Regions from separate parts of the Sus scrofa genome. Here region 2 is linked to region 1. The links are chromatin contacts, called in public Hi-C maps. All regions are on one chromosome and are shown on one strand. Each heading gives the region's core, a stretch centred on a gene start, on an enhancer-like site or on the middle of the called end of the contact. The rest is flanking DNA. Distances are from core to core; before and after follow the strand shown. Region 1 holds the start of SH2D3A (SH2 domain-containing protein 3A). Region 2 holds the start of ACER1 (alkaline ceramidase 1).

Region 1 (4,430 bases), core at 76-2,575:
CAGGTGTGTCTCCTGGATGCCTGTGCACTTCCTGTTTGTCAGCAGGGCCAGGCCTGGCCTTCATCTTAAGAGTCTCCTGGACTCCAGCTTCGTCTGTCTTATGTGCCCCTTAGTGGATGTGGCGGTGGGTCACTGACAAATCTCTGGTTAGTTCAGGGGGAGCTCAGCATGGGCTCAGGTCAGCCACAGGCCAATTAAGTCATCCTCCTGCCCTGCATCCTTTGGAATAATTTCTGGATATCTGGGCAGGGGAGAGAGGAAGAGGGCAGAATCAGGAGAGGTGGATGGTAAGAAGCACACCTGGGGAAAAGAGGTAGGGGATTATTCATGCTCTAGGGATCACATACATGTAAAGAAAGGGACAGCCACTCGGACAGAGACAGTTGGACAGAGGACTCAGATGTGAGCAAACACCGACTGGTTGAAGGCATACAGCATGCCAGACCCTGGAGAAACAGGAATGAATGAGACCAAGGCCCATCTGGTGGCCAAGACACACAACAAACAGAGACACAATGAATGAAGAAAATAATGTCTAAGGGTAAACAATGAAGATGATGAAACAGGGAGGTGTGATAAGGAAGGCAGGACAAGTTTGGCTGCCTTAAATAGGCAGCCCACCAGGTGACAAGGGAGCTGAGATCTCAGTGGAGGAGAGACAGTTATGCCAAGACGTGGAGAGAAAGCAGTCCAGGTGGAGGGTAGAGTACCTGCAAAGGCCTGGGGCCTGCTTTTTACATTTTATGTCAGCAGGGAGGCTGGTGTGGCTGAGTGCTCTGAGCCAGGAGCTAAGTGGAGAGCAGTGAGGTCGGCAATGGGTGAGATGATGCAGGGACTGGAGGACTTCGAATTTTCACCTCAGCAGGATGGAAGGGGAGCTACGAAAGGGTTTGACCTGAACGAGGGGCACCATCTGATTTGTGCTTTAAAAAGATCGCTGGGGCAAAAGTGGAAGCAAGGAGGCACTCCATGTTGCACAGGAAACACGCTTGGAGGAGGATGCCCAGGTACATGGACACGCGTGAAGTACAGCCACCCAATCAGGTGACCCCTTTTACATTCCCGGACGCGCGTGGACAGACACCCAGATCCTTCCTGCGAGCCGGTGGTCCCACCTGCAAAAAAGAGGGCTCCCAACCCCAGTAATAAGCCGATCCTGGATCTGCCTGGGGCCCCTCACTTACCTGGGCCGGGACCCGCGGAGCTCCCAAGAACCTGAGGCCAGGCGGAAGCCTGAAGCTCTGAGGCTCCCCTCCCCTCCCTCCCTGCCCCAGCCAGGTCCAGCCTTCACCAGCCGCGCCCGAAGGGAACCGAGCCCCATCACCTGGTCCCGCCTACTTAAAAACACTACCCCAGCAGGCCCCGCCCCTTCTTCAGCTGTACCTCCGGGGCTATCGCCCCGCCCCTTTGTTCTTGCTCCTCCTCCTCAGAAACGTCTTGGCGTTAACCACGCCCCCTTGGGAGGAAAAACCACCTTCCCATAGACCACGCCCCCTTGGGAACTCCTTAAGTATCTACCAGTGGGCCCCGCCCTCTCGGAACTTGCCCTGTCCTCCTCTGAGTGGCCACGCCCACTCATTTCCTAGGCCCTCTTTCAGTTCCGCCCCTTACGACCCGGCCCCTTGATTCCGTTTAGGGCCTCGAGCTGGCCGTAAGCACCCCCGACCCCTGGGGACAGGGCATGGGGATTGTCTTCTAGCCCTTCCGGGTAGGGGCGGGGCGGCCCCTACCGGCCCTCTCGCCCGGCAGGGAGTGACAGTGGCCGTGACGTAACGGGGTGCGCTTCCTCCTGACCGCCGCCCCCGGGTTTCCGGGAAGGAACCCCATTGAGGGTTCGTGTTTTGTGGAGAGAGATGCGGGAAAACACGACAGCTTCTCCCAGTAATCGGAAGTTGGAATTGATCAAAACTCTGGCGGGACGTGGGGGGTAAACATTCGGGTGGTTTCCTGGGTGGAGGGAAGGAGTGGAAGGGGGCTTCCATCATGCTGCCTGGAGACTAGCATGAGAAAGGTGGGAGGGATCCGGAACCAGAAAGAGGACGCTCTGGTCAAGTTTACTGAAGTCAGTAACAGAATTGAAAGCCACAGTGGCTGCTAACATTCATTAAGTGCTTACTGTATGCCAAGACTGTTACGCTTGTTGACTTTCGTCAATGCATTGCATTTTAACATAGACCTCTCAATGAGATGGGTACTATTTTCACCGCCCCCACTTTCTGGATGCAGAAATTGAGGTATGCGGCAACGAAGTCGTTTGCCCAAGTTTGACACGGCTTGTGATTGGTCATTGGTCGAGGTGGGAATCAAGCCCAGAGCCCTGGAACGCTATCCTGTCCTCCTCTGAAACTGGCAGCCCCATCTCTGATCCCTACCATAATTGTAAACGGTGAAGATTACTGTCATTTTACAGATGAGGAAATTGAATAAAGAGCCATCGATGCTTGGGGATGAAAGTTTTGGTGCCTGTAGGACCGAAAATCTGGGAATTTCCAGACTGGGCTTTCCCCCTTGTCAATGTGGAAGAGACTCCAGTCTCAAAACAGGCTGACTCGTGTCTTTTCCTTGACCCACTCTTGTCTGATTTTGGTACAGAGTAGGGGTATGTCCAGTGAAGGGGTCTAGCGCCCCCTCGTGGTTACAATAATTAAAAAAGATAATCCAAGGGGTGTGTCTCCCTAAAGAGCTGTTCGCAGGGATTACTCACCTCCAGGGAAGTGAAGGTGGGGGGGAGAGAAACCTCATAAACCATGATTTCAGGCAACAACAAGGGTTACAAAGACAGTAAATATTTGCTAAATGAGTGATGACTCTATCAAAGTCTATAAGGAGAGAGATGACAGGTGGCCAGGGCCATGGGGATAAATGAATGGATTTGGGATACATGTCAAAGGTAGAGCCAATGCTGTTTTCAACTACTCATTCATTCATTCATTCAACAAATATTTATAGAGTGGGAGTTCCTGTCGTGGCGCAGTGGTTAACGAATCCAACTAGGAACCATGAGGTTGCGGGTCGGTCCCTGCCCTTGCTCAGTGGGTTAACGATTTGGCGTTGCCGTGAGCTGTGGTGTAGGTCGCAGACGCGGCTCGGATCCCGCGTTGCTGTGGCTCTGGCGTAGGCCAGTGGCTACAGCTCCGATTCGACCCCTAGCCTGGGAACCTCCATATGCCGCGGGAGCGGCCCAAAGAAATAGCAAAAGGACAAAAAAAAAAAAAAATTATAGAGTGTGTATATGTGCCAGGTGCTGGGGGGGGGAGCCCAACATAAGAGACACAAATTTCTAAATATATCATAAAGAAATAATTATAATTAAATATCAGGTTAGTAGGATGGTGATCAGAGCCTAATGGGGGGAAGTGGGACAGGGTGTGTTGGGGTGGGAAAAAGGCTGTGACTTGAAATGGAGAGGTTTGGGAAGGCTTCACTAAGAAGATGACCTTGAGCAAAGACTTGCAGGAGGTGAGGGAGCTGGCTATGAAGTTGCCTATAGCAGATGACCAGCATGTGCAAAGGCCCTGTGGCAGGATTCTAGGGCAAGATTCTGAGGCGACCTGGTGTGTTGGATGAACACTTGAGGAGGCCCATTTGGCTGGAACAGAGCTGGGGGATGGGGATGGAGGCCATCCCAGGCCAGGGTAGCAAAGGATGGGGGCTGCACCCTGGTGGAGGTGGATGAGGGAGGGGTGAGAAGAAGGCAGACTTTGAGTCTGTTTCCGAGGTAGTCCTGCCTTTGGGTTAGGTAGAGAGGAAGGCAGCAGGCCTCGGTCTAGTCACTCTGTTTCCAGCCCAGGTGCCCAGGTGTTGAGTTGGTGGGGGAAGGAGGCCAGGTCCTGCTAGAAAGAGGCTGGGCTAGGCTGGGCTGCAGGTGCTCCCCCCCGCCCCCACCCCCACGCACCCCACGGCTCCTCCTCCTCCACCCCCTCTCAGGGCGACAGTTACAGGCAAAGAAGAGGAAGTGGTAGCTAGCTAGCAGAGGCAGGCGGGCAGGCGGGCGGGCGGAGGAGGCCGCGAGGGTGCGCGGGCCGGCTGGGCAAGCCAGCAGCCATGGAGCTGTGGCGCCAGTGTACCCACTGGCTAATCCAGTGCCGGGTGCTGCCGCCCAGCCACCGCGTGACCTGGGAGGGGGCCCAGGTGTGCGAGCTGGCACAGGCTCTCCGGGATGGCGTCCTTCTGTGCCAGCTGCTCAACAACCTGCTGCCCCACGCCATCAACCTGCGGGAGGTCAACCTACGCCCCCAGATGTCCCAGGTGAGCCCGCCACTGGCCGGCCTGACAGAGGGTGGGAGGTGGGAGGCACCCACCCAGGCCTGGCATCCTGGGACTTAACCCACTGCACCTCTGGGCCTAGCACAGAGTATGGGGATGTGGTGGAGAGATTGTGGGGTGGTCCACCCCAGGGTCACGGGAATGGGTTAATAGGGTCCCAGTTT
Region 2 (4,538 bases), core at 29-2,528, 310 kb before region 1:
ACTTTGCATTCCACACAACTTAAAATACACACAAAAGCAGAGAAACTAGGATAATGAGTCTCAAGTACCCATTGCACCAAGTCAACAATGACCAGCTCAAGGCTGATTGTGATTCTTCGATCCCCTCCGGCCCCCAGCCCTGGATTGCTTTGAAGCAAATCCCAGCTTTTCATTTCATCTATTTCAGTATGTATTTCTGAAGGATAAGGAATATTTATTTCTCAAAAAACTGAAAACAGAACTACCACAACTACCACATGACCCAGCAATTCCACTCCTGGGTATATACCCACAACAAAAACACTAATTAGAAAAGATACATGCACCCCTATATTCACAGTAGCATTATTTACAACAGCCGAGATATGGAAGCAGTCTAAGTTTCCAGTGTCCATCAACAGACAAATACATAAAGACGTGGTGTATATATAATGGAATACTACTTAGCCGCTAAAAAGAATGAAATTTTGTCATTTTCAGCAACATTGATGGACTTGGAGGGCATTATGCAAAGTGAATTAAGTCAGAGAGACAAATACTGTATGATATCACTTCCATGTGGAATCTAAAATATACAACAAACTAGAGAATAAAACAAAAAAGAAACTGACTTAAAGAGAACAAACTAGTGGTTACCAGTGGGGAGGAGGAGGGGGGTGGGGCAAGACAGGGGAGGGAGAAAAGGGGGTTATTATGGGATTATGTAAAATCATGTGTGTGTGTGTGAAAATTTGGAAATTGTAAAGCACTACAGAATTTAAAGAATCTTTCAGGAGTTCCCAGTCATGGCTCAGTGGAATCTGAGTAGCATCCATGAGGACAAAGGTTCAATCTCTGACCTTGCACAGTGGGTTAAGGATCGACATTGATGAGCTGTGGTGTAAGTCGAAGATACAGCTCAGACCCCACGTTGCTGTGGCTGTGCTTGTGGTGTAGGCCAGCAGCTACAGCTCGAATTCAACCCCTAGTCTGGGAACCTCCATATGCCGCGGGTGCCCCCGCTAAAAAGATAAATAAATAAATAAGCAAACAAACAATAAAGAATCTTTCATTCAAAAAAAGTTAATTGCAAATAAGTAAATAAAAGGAATTTTTAAAATGACAACCACAATACCATTTTCAAGCCTAAAAAAGGAAAAATACTTACCACGGGTGAATATTCAGCCAATGTCCAAATTTCCCCCGTTGTCTATTTTTTAGTTTGTTCCAATCAGAATCAAACTAAGGTCCATACATCACCACTGGTGGATAGATCTCTAAGTGTCCTGTAACTGCAGGTTTCCCGTTAATTTCTCAATCTCTCCCTATTTTTCTTCTCTTTCCTTGAAATTCACTTGTTGGAGAAGCAGGGTCCTTTGTCCTGTGGACTTTCCCACTTTCTGGTTTTTGTTGATTGGGTCCTGTCCTTGATATTTCCAGTGTATGAATCTAGACAAGTGTGATGGGATTCAGGTTCTGCTTTTTGGCAAGTGATCTGCCAGCAGGAGGCACATTAAATCCAGTTCCCCTCTTTTCAAGATGTTAGGAGCTGTTTGGTCTCTGTCTATATCCACCAATAGTCCAATAGGGCTGCAAAATGGTGTCATGCCAATTCTGTCACTGAAGGAAGGGGATTTTTTGTTTATATCCTGCTTTTAAGATGGGAGCCAGCCCGTATGCGGGTGGGAATGACCCAGTAGAGAGGGGGTAACGGGACGTGCTTCGTTTTGACTTTTGGCTGAAACCCCTAACTCCACAAATCTGGCCCCAGCCCATAATCATAGGCTGGAGGTCATTCCCCTGACCCCTACATCTCAGCCCGACTGTACTCTACCCGCATCCTCCAGACCTGGCCGACTTCATAGCCTCGGCCCAATCCTTCTATGACCCCTGACCTCTGACCCCAAGCCAGATCTCGCCTTTGCCCCTTTCCCCCTCCCCGCCTCCGCCCCCTGAAGGACGGACAGCCAGTAGTCTGAGTTACAGCGGTCGATGGCGTCCAATAGGGCAGGAGAGGAGACGGGTTCTGGGGAGAGCCAACAGTTTGGGACGCCCAGCCGAGTAATAACCAGTAGCCTTGAGCGAGAGGCGGGACTCTAAGGGAAACCAATCACTGGAGGGACTCCAAGCAGCCACAGCCAATGGTTCTGGGGCTAGGGCGTGGCCCTGACCCCCCGCCGCTTCCAAGATCCGGCTACGGAACTATGGCAGGGGGCGGGCAGCTGGCGCTGCGAACGCTGTCTGGACACGGTTGGGTGAGGGGCTCGGGTCCGGCTCTCCTTAGCCGCCTGCGGGACGCCGCTGTGGTGCGGCCCGGCTTCCTGAGCGCGGCCGAAGAGGAGACACTGAGCCGCGAGTTGGAACCTGAGCTACGCCGTCGCCGATACGAATACGACCACTGGGACGCGGTGAGGCTGGCGGCGCTGGGGGGCCGGACTGCGGAGCTACGGAGGGGCGGAGCCTGGGGCGTTATGGGTGGGAAGAGTGGAGCGCTGGATGTTCAGGGCTACTGTTGTGGGCGGGACCTGGGGTGGGGGGCGGAGTCTTGAAGCTTGGAGGGGTTTAGGGGCACCTAAACAGTTTTGGAAAATGACAGCAAGGGCCAGAACTAAAGGCAGAACCTGGAACTAGGGGGTGTTTGGAGGACAGAACCAAAGTTAGGGACGGGGACGGGTGTGGAGCGAGATGATGGAAAGTCAGGGGCTGGGGTTGAAGACCAGGGAACTGGTGTTGGGTAGGATCAAACTGTGAATATCGGGGACTGGCCAGCAATGGGGCCGGGATCTGGGACTGAATTGAAGCCTCAGGGTGGATAGAAAGGACTGAGGCCAGCTAGATGGGGCAGGGGTTGGGTTTTGAGACCCAGGATCATCAGGTTGATAGGGTCAAGGTTGTGAATTGAGGGTGGGGTCAAGTGTTCTGCTGGGAAAACCAGCCCTTTGCTTTGTACTTCCACCAGCTTTTTCCTTCCCACCCCCAGCCCCAAACCCATACTTCAGTTTCCCTGTTCTCCCTGGAAGCTTCCAGCCTTGACTTTAGCTCTCTGGGCAGGCCATCCATGGCTTCCGAGAGACTGAGAAGTCACGCTGGTCAGAGGCAAGCAGGGTCATCCTGCAGCGTGTGCAGGCGGCCGCTTTTGGCCCTGGCCAGAGCCTGCTCTCCTCAGTGCACGTGCTGGACCTGGAACCTCGGGGCTACATCAAGCCACACGTAGACAGCATCAAGGTGGGCAGAGACCCGTGCCTTAGAGCTCCCAGCTGGGCGTGAGCCGGCCAAGCCAAAGATTGACTTACCCTCCATGTTCCCTCTTCCAGTTCTGCGGATCCACCATTGCCGGCCTGTCCCTGCTGTCTCCCAGTGTCATGCGGCTGGTGCACACTCAGGAGCCAGGGGAGTGGCTGGAACTCCTGCTGGAGCCAGGCTCCCTCTACATTCTTAGGTACCGGCACCCAAGGAGCCCCCACCCTACCAGTAACTCCTGAGACACCCACCCAGCACTTTTGGTCATTCAGCCCTCACAGCAAACTCCACCCCCTATTGGCAGGCACTCTGCCTGGACTAGGGGCTGCCACCAGCCCACCCACCATACTGTTTTGTCTTGCAGGGACTCGGCCCGTTACGACTTCTCCCATGAGATCCTTCGGGATGAAGAATCCTTTTTTGGAGAGCGTCGGATTCCCCGAGGCCGACGCATCTCAGTGATCTGCCGCTCCCTCCCTGAGGGTATGGGATCAGGGGAGCCCCGGCAGCCACCCCCAGCCTGCTGACCTTCTCGAAGCTTCATAAGACACCTGTGTTTAGTGGATAAAGTTGGAGAATGGACAAGCTGGCCTTCCTGCCTGTTGGTGGGGGGCTGGAGTTGCAGGGGAAGCCCAGGACCCCACCACACCCACCAGGAGCTCCCCCAGCTCAACACATAGTCATGGGGCCAGAGGAGCAGTTTCCTTTATTGTGCCCCTTGCTGGCAGCCCCAGCCCACCTCCCCTTCTCTTCTCAGCATCCAAGTCTCCAATAATAAGCAGAGCTCCTCCAGTGGGTGCAGGGCCCCAGGCCCGGCATCTTTAGTCGCTGCAGGCACAGGCTGCTGCGGAGAGCTGGGGCAGCCGCTGCCAGCGGTGTCGGTCATCGAGGAAGGCCACGTCGGCATAGCGGGTGGGCCGGCAGCAGGGCCCACCATGGGCTCGGCCCTGGCCCCGAAGCCGGGCCAATGTCAGGCCATGCTGGGTGCGGGCACCGCGGGGACAGCTGCCAGCGCAGTAGTGGAAGATGACCATCTCCTCTGAGGTGTAGCCCAAGCCCAGCTCGGCCACGGGCAAGGGCAGGCTCCACAACTGGCATGGGCCAGCCAGGGCTCGGGGCAGGCGGGCGCCTGTGGGGACGAGGAGCAACTGATAGTCAGGGTCTGGGCAAGAAGGAGTTGGGGAGCACACAGGGTTCTGGGGGTGCTTACCCAGCTGTGTCCTCTGGATCCCTCTGTCTGCTGCTGGCTGGGATGAGAGCTCTCCTTCCACCACTGGAGTCCCCCAGGCCCCAGGGTCCCCGCCAAGGTCCAAATGCAG

Evidence for each region. Hi-C and Micro-C count contacts between places; a contact is called where the count stands out from the background.
Region 2: a Hi-C map of skeletal muscle shows a contact between it and region 1, with 5 times the contacts expected there. The contact joins the promoter of ACER1 here to the promoter of SH2D3A in region 1. A contact is called at or near these places in 3 of 47 Hi-C or Micro-C datasets (embryonic fibroblasts, liver and skeletal muscle) and 1 of 2 datasets of contacts at active chromatin or transcription factors (alveolar macrophages).

Annotation. Positions count from the first base shown.
Region 1 is chr2:72,391,187-72,395,616 of Sscrofa11.1, reverse strand. It overlaps SH2D3A (SH2 domain-containing protein 3A), which reads right to left and starts at 1,325. Exons shown (of 9, transcript XM_021083981.1): 1 at 1,185-1,325. It overlaps VAV1 (vav guanine nucleotide exchange factor 1), which reads left to right and starts at 3,975. Exons shown (of 27, transcript NM_001267833.1): 1 at 3,975-4,248. The coding sequence starts at 4,045.
Region 2 is chr2:72,701,343-72,705,880 of Sscrofa11.1, reverse strand. It overlaps ACER1 (alkaline ceramidase 1), which reads right to left and starts at 1,278. Exons shown (of 7, transcript XM_021083989.1): 1 at 1,148-1,278. ALKBH7 (alpha-ketoglutarate-dependent dioxygenase alkB homolog 7, mitochondrial) reads left to right here and starts at 1,957. Exons shown (of 3, transcript XM_013994719.2): 1 at 1,957-2,387; 2 at 3,294-3,418; 3 at 3,584-3,804. The coding sequence starts at 2,121. The coding sequence ends at 3,746. It overlaps PSPN (persephin), which reads right to left. Exons shown (of 1, transcript XM_021083991.1): 1 at 3,907-4,538. The coding sequence ends at 4,041.